Linked DNA regions of Arachis hypogaea: regions 1 and 3 are each linked to region 2. A link is a contact called in public Hi-C data. All regions are on one chromosome and are shown on one strand. Each heading gives the region's core, a stretch centred on a gene start, on an enhancer-like site or on the middle of the called end of the contact. The rest is flanking DNA. Distances are from core to core; before and after follow the strand shown.

What was found. A called contact is a pair of places that touch in the nucleus more often than the background predicts.
Region 1: a contact with region 2 is called in a Hi-C map of leaf, with 3 times the contacts expected there. The contact joins the promoter of LOC112729384 here to the enhancer-like site in region 2. A contact is called at or near these places in 2 of 8 Hi-C or Micro-C datasets (leaf and an unstated tissue).
Region 3: a contact with region 2 is called in a Hi-C map of an unstated tissue, with 4 times the contacts expected there. The contact joins the promoter of LOC112728116 here to the enhancer-like site in region 2. A contact is called at or near these places in 4 of 8 Hi-C or Micro-C datasets (leaf and an unstated tissue).

The regions. Positions count from the first base shown.
Region 1 is chr12:107,428,316-107,431,179 of arahy.Tifrunner.gnm2.J5K5, forward strand. LOC112729384 (kiwellin-1) reads left to right here and starts at 1,578. Exons shown (of 1, transcript XM_029290443.2): 1 at 1,578-2,147. The coding sequence starts at 1,578. The coding sequence ends at 2,147.
Region 2 is chr12:107,313,506-107,316,324 of arahy.Tifrunner.gnm2.J5K5, forward strand. No RefSeq gene overlaps it. Among protein-coding and RNA genes, the nearest start is that of LOC140177111, 9.6 kb to the left of the region's middle. Within about 2 kb of position 1,461, at least 1 of the 3 cell types and tissues checked has open chromatin away from gene starts, as enhancers often do.
Region 3 is chr12:107,384,311-107,387,189 of arahy.Tifrunner.gnm2.J5K5, forward strand. It overlaps LOC112728116, which reads right to left and starts at 1,447. Exons shown (of 2, transcript XM_025778123.3): 1 at 1,240-1,447; 2 at 1-802. The coding sequence starts at 778.

The DNA of each region.
Region 1 (2,864 bases), core at 328-2,827, 110 kb after region 2:
GTCCCTTCCAAAATATAAAAGGCAAGTGGTTGAGTAGAGAGATGCCCCATAGTTGATCTGGCTAGTGAGAAGCCTCTAACATGCTTTCTAAGTCGAATCGGATACATGTCAATCACTTCGAAATAAGACCCAATTTATGTGAACCGAATAGTAATTTTTTTATTTGGACAAATAATAGTTAAGATTATTTGAGCCTCAATCGGCTAGAGTATCTCTTAGACTCTTATTGGGCCTCCCCGTGTCACAGGCATGTGATGATAACATCAAATGGGCTTTGAGCCTTTCTCTGTTGGAATGTCTGAACTGCAATAATGTACATAATCACATGTTTGGTCATTTTTAAATTGATCAGCTGCCTTGGACAAGAATGTTACTCAAGGTTCCATAAAACACACCTTTTGCAAAATAAACCAACATTACCAAAAACTTACATAGTTAATATTACGATTTGATTTTCATAGTCACTAATAATAATGTGATCATATCATCATAGTAATAACGTTATTGTTGCTTAGAGCCATCTATCCTTAAATATAATATATTAATAAGAAGAACAAGTTTGTATTCAACACTTAAACTTACAAGCTAATATAGTATTCAAAATGTGTCATGCATAAACTTATCATCAACGGAATTGGAAATGAAACAAAATTGACATAAACTTAGCTTGCCGTAATTCAAAATCAGAAGTGAACCAATAATTTGTCTCCTACTTGGTTTAAGTTATGAGATAAAAAAAAAAAAAGCCAGAGATTGTGAGACAATAAAAGCGAGTTTCTAAGGCAATAATTGTTTCATGTCTATGTTTATTAGAGACATGGACACAATAACACATGTTTATTGTTTAATTACTGAGATATAAATTTTCAAAGACACGTATACACAAATGGACACAATAAACATTTATTTAGTCTTTCTAAAAAAAATTGAGATACCAAAGAATGAATATGGACACTAACTTTTGTATTTTTTAGTTAATGTCTTTGCAACCAAATAAATCTAATATTAAATTATTCTTTTATGTTTATATCTTTATGTATATTTATGTCTATGTCTCAATTTTGAGACACCAACACCGAACTCTTTCTTTAAACATCTTTTTGTCCTTGAGTACTTTTTTTTTCTTAGCATAGTAACCAAATGTTAGAGGGAAAAAATGAGATAAATAAAGTAATAAATAAACTCCAACTACTATATATATATCCATTGTTTTAAATTGTGTATCGCACATCTGCTAATATATGGTCACAGTAATGTGAATAATAGTTAAGATATTAATAAATATTCCGTTACATATTAAATTATCTATCGATTTAAAACTCTAACTCGATCCTATATTCACTTCGTCCTATTACGTCGGTGCAAAACATAATGTTCTTTCACCAAAAAACTATCCTATATAGTTCTTAGGTGTATAATATCAAGCATTGACCCTTGTTCTATCCTTCAATGCTCAAAGCCAAATGTTTTAGTTGATGAGGATTATTGAAGAAATGTTTATCTCTATATATATGTATAGCTTCACAATTCTCCATATCCATCAAAAGTATAATAAACACAAATAATTCATAGACAAAATGAAGAATAACTTTGGTTCAAAGGCATCATTCTTACTACTATGTTTTCTTCTCATAACAAACTACTTGTATTCTTCTAGGGCACAACAATGTCGCCCTAGTGGCAGAATTGAAGGGAAAAAGCCCCCTCCAGGGCAATGCAACCAAGAAAACGATTCGGATTGTTGTAAACAAGGAAAGATGTACACAACATATGAATGTTCGCCACAGGTGACTACTCACACGAAGGCATATCTCACCCTTAATAGTTTCGAGAAGGACGGAGACGGTGGTGGCCCTTCAGAGTGCGACAACCAGTATCATTCAGATGACACGCCGGTTGTCGCACTCTCGACCGGATGGTTCAACCACAAGAGTAGGTGTCACAAGAAGATCACCATTCATGGGAATGGAAGAAGTGTTGAGGCAATGGTGGTCGATGAGTGTGACTCAACCATGGGTTGTGATGCTGACCATGATTACCAACCACCTTGCCCTAACAACATTGTTGATGCATCAAAGGCTGTGTGGGAAGCCTTAGGTGTCCCTAAGGATAATTGGGGTGGACTTGAAATTACATGGTCTGAATAATCCAATGCTTAATTTTATATATTAATATATATAATCATATAGTACTATGTTATATGTGGATATATATGTCCATTAGTCTACCTTTTTTCTGTGTGTGACGTATTATATGTGTGTATGTAAATATGTTCATTCTTGTAATCTTGTAATTGCCTTTATGCATAATTTATACATTTTATAGTATGATATTGGGTAGATATAAACTTGTATATATATGTTGCCGTCAATTATATTTTAACTAGAACTATATTGTATTAATAAATAATCAAAGTTTGAAATTGCTAGAGTATTAACCTATTAATAGGGATATATATTATATAGTCACTTTATATTATACTATATATAGAATACACTGGCAGATCTTCTCTTTGAAAACGGGCCATCCCAAATATTTTATAAAAAATTAGTAGTCTTAATTATAAAATAAAATCAGTTCAATTGGTTAAACTTTTCTATTCTTAATTTAATTAAACCATGTTTTATTCCTACTCTCAATACTCACTCAATTTTTTTTCACTGTAAACTTTCGGCTGAAAATTGAACGGATTTGTGCACAAACAAAATAGAGACTACCCCTTCTCATCATAATAAGCTTTTAACACACAAACATAATAAAGTCCCAATGTAATCATAATAATTAGAGGTCTAGCTCACTGCTGACAAACAGGTTAGTATAAAGTGGAATAAGTATTTTTCATCATTTTAATTTAATGTTATTTT
Region 2 (2,819 bases), core at 211-2,710:
TAGAACTTGCTCGAGATGCTTCTTACATGATGAAACCATTATTCATGTTCTCTGAGATTGTACCTTTGCTATTAGTATTTGGCTCCCTCTCATCTGAGATGTGGACATTAATAATTTTTTCAACCTTAATCTTCATGACTGGATGAGTTACAACCTGACCATCAATGGGGATTGACCCTGCCTCTTTGGGGTTACGATTTTGTCAATTTGGTACTTTAAGAGCAAGTTCATTTTTGATGGGGACACTACTGTTGTTCGGTCTAGAATTAATCAGGTGAAAGCTTAGTTCAATGAGATTATCCATAGCATCGGGCTTCTCATTCCCCACCATCATAATCGATCTGCTGGAAAGGAAGTTATCAAATGGATTCCTCTGATAGAAGGGTATATGAAGTTAAATGTTGATGGTTCATTTTTTTACCAAGCAAGCAGTGCCACATGCGGTGGCGTTCTGAGAAATCATCTTGGTCACTTTGTGAAGGGATTTACTTGCGGATAGCTGTTCCATAACTCTGTTTTGGGAGAATTGCTTATGGTCTCCGAATAGCATTAGCTAACAATTGTAATTTCTTGGTGATTGAATCAGATTCGACTGCAGCCGTTAACTTTGTGAAAAAAGGGTGTCTAGTTACACACCCCTGTGCCCTTTGTGGCTGATGTTGGCATCCTAGCCGGCCGTATTCAAATCATCGAATGGTCTCATACGTTGCATAAAACTAACTTTGTTGCAGATAATCTCGCAAAGAAAGGACATGACTTCTTTTTTGGACTACATGAATTTGCGGCTCCTCTCTTTGATGTTCAAAATTTACTTTTGCATGATATGTCTGGTGTTCCCCTCCTTAGAGGGTTTAGTTAGTGTTTGTTTTCTTCTTCTGAGTCCTTGACCCCTTTTATCACAAAAAAAAAGTACATTTTAATGTCCATGCTACTTAGTTTTTTTTTTTTTTTTTAGATATTTTATTTTACTTAGTTAATGAAAATAAACGAGTAAATATTTAATTTAATCTTTAAAAAAAATTAAATTGGATACTTTTATTTCGAATAAATTTTATTATTCTAAATTTTTTTTAGATGAATTGATTCCTTAGTAAAGGAATTAATTTTATTGTAATGATATTTTTTAAAATTTAATTGTTTTATAATAAAATTTGTTAGAAGTTTATTTGTTTAATCTTTCTTATGAGAATAATTTTTAAAAATTTCCAGAGTATAAAAAATAATTGATAATTAAAATGTTTAATTTAAAATCGTTAGAGATGACTTTAAATTTAATTGTTTACTCAAAATAAAAATAGCATAATTTTCAATCTATCATTATATTTTTGGTCGAATCAGTCAATACGTATAGCACTTAAATGAAAACTAAAAGGAGCCCAATCAAAGAACTGAGAGAAGGCCTAGGAATTATAGTAACAACATAAAGCCCAAGTCCAAAAACTTGAAGCCTATAATTGTTAGGTTTCAGAAAATTAAAAAAACTAGAAACATAGTTATGAGTTATCACAAAGTCACAAACAGCCCGAACTACTCCCCCCCCCCCCAAAAAAAAAAATTTCTTCTGTGAAGGTTTTTTAATCAAAGATTAAAAAAGTAAAAAAAAAAACACACACACAAACATATTTTATTATTTATTTTGTTTAAAGGAATTGTTAATGCAATTTTAAATTGAGAGCTTTTTATTGAAGGATTGAACTCATCAATACATTCTCTTTCTAAAGAATTGTTAATGTAATATTATTAGATTGAGAGTGTGATAGTTAGATAACACTCTTTTAGAGAATGAAGAGAGTTATAAGTACTTAAAGTTGAAAGTGTTGTATTCATTATACCATACATGAATAAGTAAAATACAAAGTCTGAGTTTCCTCTCTTCTCTGTTTTCATAACTCTCTCACAGTTTCTTGTTCATCAAGAAACTTCATACCCTTATAATAAATATTTGTAAACAAATGTATTGTATCAAATATTAGAAATTAGAATACAACTATAATAGACTAACAATATATAATATGCCGGTTACCAATGGAAATTTACTAATAATATACCTACATGGCTACATTACATGTTTATAACTAAAATTTTATTATCAATCTATTTTTTTATAAAAAATATTATTTGTATATTAAAATCAACTATTAAAATTATTATATATTTATGTATAAAGATATGTATTGTTTAATTCATTTTTAGAGTGTATTTTATATTTCAACCTAAATTTTATACAAATATCAATTTTGAGAGTTAAATCTCAAAGTGATCCTTGAGATTCACAAAATGCATCGATTTTATCCCTGACTTCCTAGTTGCACTATTTATATTGCCAAGATTGAATAAAATGCACTTAGTTGGTCCCTTACCTATTTTACAGCCAATTTGCTTGCTGTCGAGAGTGACATGACACTGACCTGGCAAATGACTGCCACGTCGGACAATATAAAATGTTGTCATGTTGATTTTGGCGCTAAATCCCTAATAAAACGACGTTGTTTCAAGATTAAGAGAGTTAAAACGTTCAAACCCCCCAAAGCAAAGTGATCACTTCGTCTTCTTCATTTTTGAAAATAGAACACTTCGCTCAAATTCCTGGCGTCTACGAGTGCTCGTGAGGGTTATTGTGGTGAAGCGATTTGGAGTTTGTTGGAACCTTGGTCATCATTGTTCTTTGCAAAATCCCCTGACATAGAGGTAGGTGTGCAGCAGATAAAATTAATTTTTTCCATCTTTTACGATATTAAAATATGCGTCATTGTGAATGTTACTTCGAGATTTTGTGCATGTTGATGAAAAAAATTTTGAAACTAGATTATTAGCTAGGG
Region 3 (2,879 bases), core at 197-2,696, 71 kb after region 2:
TGGTTGAACAATGTACTTCATCAGATTCATATTCCTTGCCTAGAGGGCTAACAAAGCAGTATAGTCCTGCGAAAATTGGAGCAGCAATTGCGATCGAGATGCATATACCAACTCCAACGGCCGGCCTTTTAGACCGGTCGAACCCTAAATTAAGGCTGCATAATGCATATTGAGCAAAGCAATTAACATGGAGTAATACAATAACAACCATCATGTGGAAAAATTCATGAGGCTTGGGATTTCCATTCTTGCAATACAAGTTTCTGAGGATTGTTATGTCTTCTTGTTTCCACCTAAGAAGAAGAACAAGATGGTAGAATCTCTTCGGATGTTGGTATAGACACATGAGAGTGAATAGAGCATTGAGGATTTGGTTGTTTGCTTCAAACCATTCATCTCTTTGGGATTTCTTGGTGAGGATTCTGTTTAGCATTCCTGTCATAACTAGGAAGAGAATCGCGCCGGAGATGATGACACAAGTTATCCATAGAAGAAGTGCCATGTTCAAAGGATTCTTGATCCATTGCTTGCAAGTTGTGCTAATACATGACCAATCAATCTTCTTCTTGGAAAAAATAGCATTCTTGAAAGGATTCATAAGATTTTCCTGTAAAAAATGTGAAATGAGTCTCTGAGGTTTGAACATGTTGGAAATAATTCTCAACATTCTGTTGTTCAGTTTTTGATGAAGCCTTTCATCATTAACCTCAAGAAAACCATTTGGGTTTTGAGTTTCATCCAAGGTTGTTTCTTGCAAGCTTTGTCCAATCACTAGCATGAGTCATAATAATGACCTGATTATCTGCATTGAAGAAGTCCATAAAAGATTCAAAGCTGATTGAATGAAACCTCAAAAAGTGGATGCTATTCCAAGAAGCATTACTTGTGCAAGTTTGAGGTTCAGAGAGGATAAAGTATTTATACTTTGATTGCTACTTTCCTTGGATTATAAGACTTTCTCCCCTAAAATGATTCTCATATCAACAATGAAACTCAAATTCTCGTACCTACAATATACAATATTGTTTCTTACTAACTCTGCTAACCATCTTTCGAAAATTACATCAAGAGGCAGCTACATTTGCTAAGAAGAAATTGGAAGCAACAAACTTTCAAATAAACATGGTTCATAGAAACACAAATTGCAGCTATATATATATATACATGTTGAAAAATAAACAAAAGAAAAAAAAGGTAATATCCAATACAAGTGAGGTTGGTGGAGGGACTCATACTTACCAATTTGGTGTCAACCCAGTTTCCTTAAGCTCTACATAGTACATACCACAATAATGCTGCAACAAAATTCAGAGAAGAAATAATAATAAGGGTGGATGAAGTGAGAGAAACATGAATTTCAACGTGGAAAAGCAAAATAAAGTGTGATGTATATAAAATTTGCAACGGTTCTTGTTGAAGCAAAAGCGGGAATATGTTTGAACTTTTATTCAAAAAAGTAAAAAGCATTCGGTGGAGTGGTGGACCCTCCTTTTGATCATATGCCAAAATTTATTGATTGGTGTAAATGAAAATATTTAGTACTCAGTTTGTTTATGTACAGAATTAACAAGTTGATGATAAGATTCAATATTACTTGAAATATGAATTAAGAAAAAAGAGAAATTATTTGTAACATATATAAGGTTGTATCATATAAGGCTGTGGTCACATATTCCTATTCCTCTGTATATTATTTGCTCTTGAAAAATAATTTAAAATCAATTAAATGAAATAAGGCTGTGGCCACATATTTTTGTTCTTTTGGGGCTTAAGTTTTTTTTTCTGGTATGGGGGCTTAAGGTTTTTTTTATTACAACAAGAATCAAGCCAAGATTAGCCCAATGAAAATGGACCAGCATGATTTGCTAACAAAAATATCACATTATTTAATTTCTTGACCTAATGTAATATGATCACAATAACTAACTTGACTTAGTTTAATAGTTAGTTTATTAGTCTATTTAAGTAAGTATCAGGATTTAAATTGTACCTTGTGTATGCAGCAACTAATTAACAAATAGCAAACCTTTAAATAAAATTCATTAAATCTGCAACGGATTAATCTTTGACCTGTCATACGTTGAAAAAAAGATAATATGATCACATTCCTGAAAACTTTTTGCTTTGGTAAGTGTAATTATGACACTGTAGAGACATTGCAATTTTACTACACCCGTTAGTTATAGCAATTTTGAGGTGGTATTTTTGAATCTATAATTATAAAGCTCAAAGATCAAACCATAATTTGTATAATGCAAAATTGTCATATAAGCTGTAAATTTATTGATTAGAACTGTAGATTTTAGTTTAGAATCCTAATCATTTTGTATGATGTTTATTAACAAAAACCCAATTAGTTATCTAACTGTTCTATTTATGGATACAACATCCATTGCTCCACAAGAGTAAATTGATATTCTAAATAGATTATAAACATTTCAAGCTTCATTATTACGTAATAAGTAACAATATATATGTCTCTTGATCTATCTATTGTTAGAAGTAACCTAGTTTGCCAACTAAATATTTTTTCTTCGTAAAAAGAATAATTTTGAGTGGATTCAGCATTAGTCAACAAATTACATAGCTCAATAAACAGTTACGTGCAAAATACTCATAAATTGTTTCACCACTAATTACATTTAGGCAAAGTTTGGATAAATAGCTTAATTAAACTCTTTTTAAAAAAATAACTTAAACAATAAATATTTATATTAAAAGTAATTTATAAATAAATTATTTTGTGTTTGGTTTTTAATTCTAAAAGTGCTTATTTTAAAACAAATATGATAAAAAAAAATTTATTACAAAAGAAGTCATTTTTTTAACTTCTTTATAAACACTTAAATAATTTTTTAAAAAGCTACAATTTAATTTTA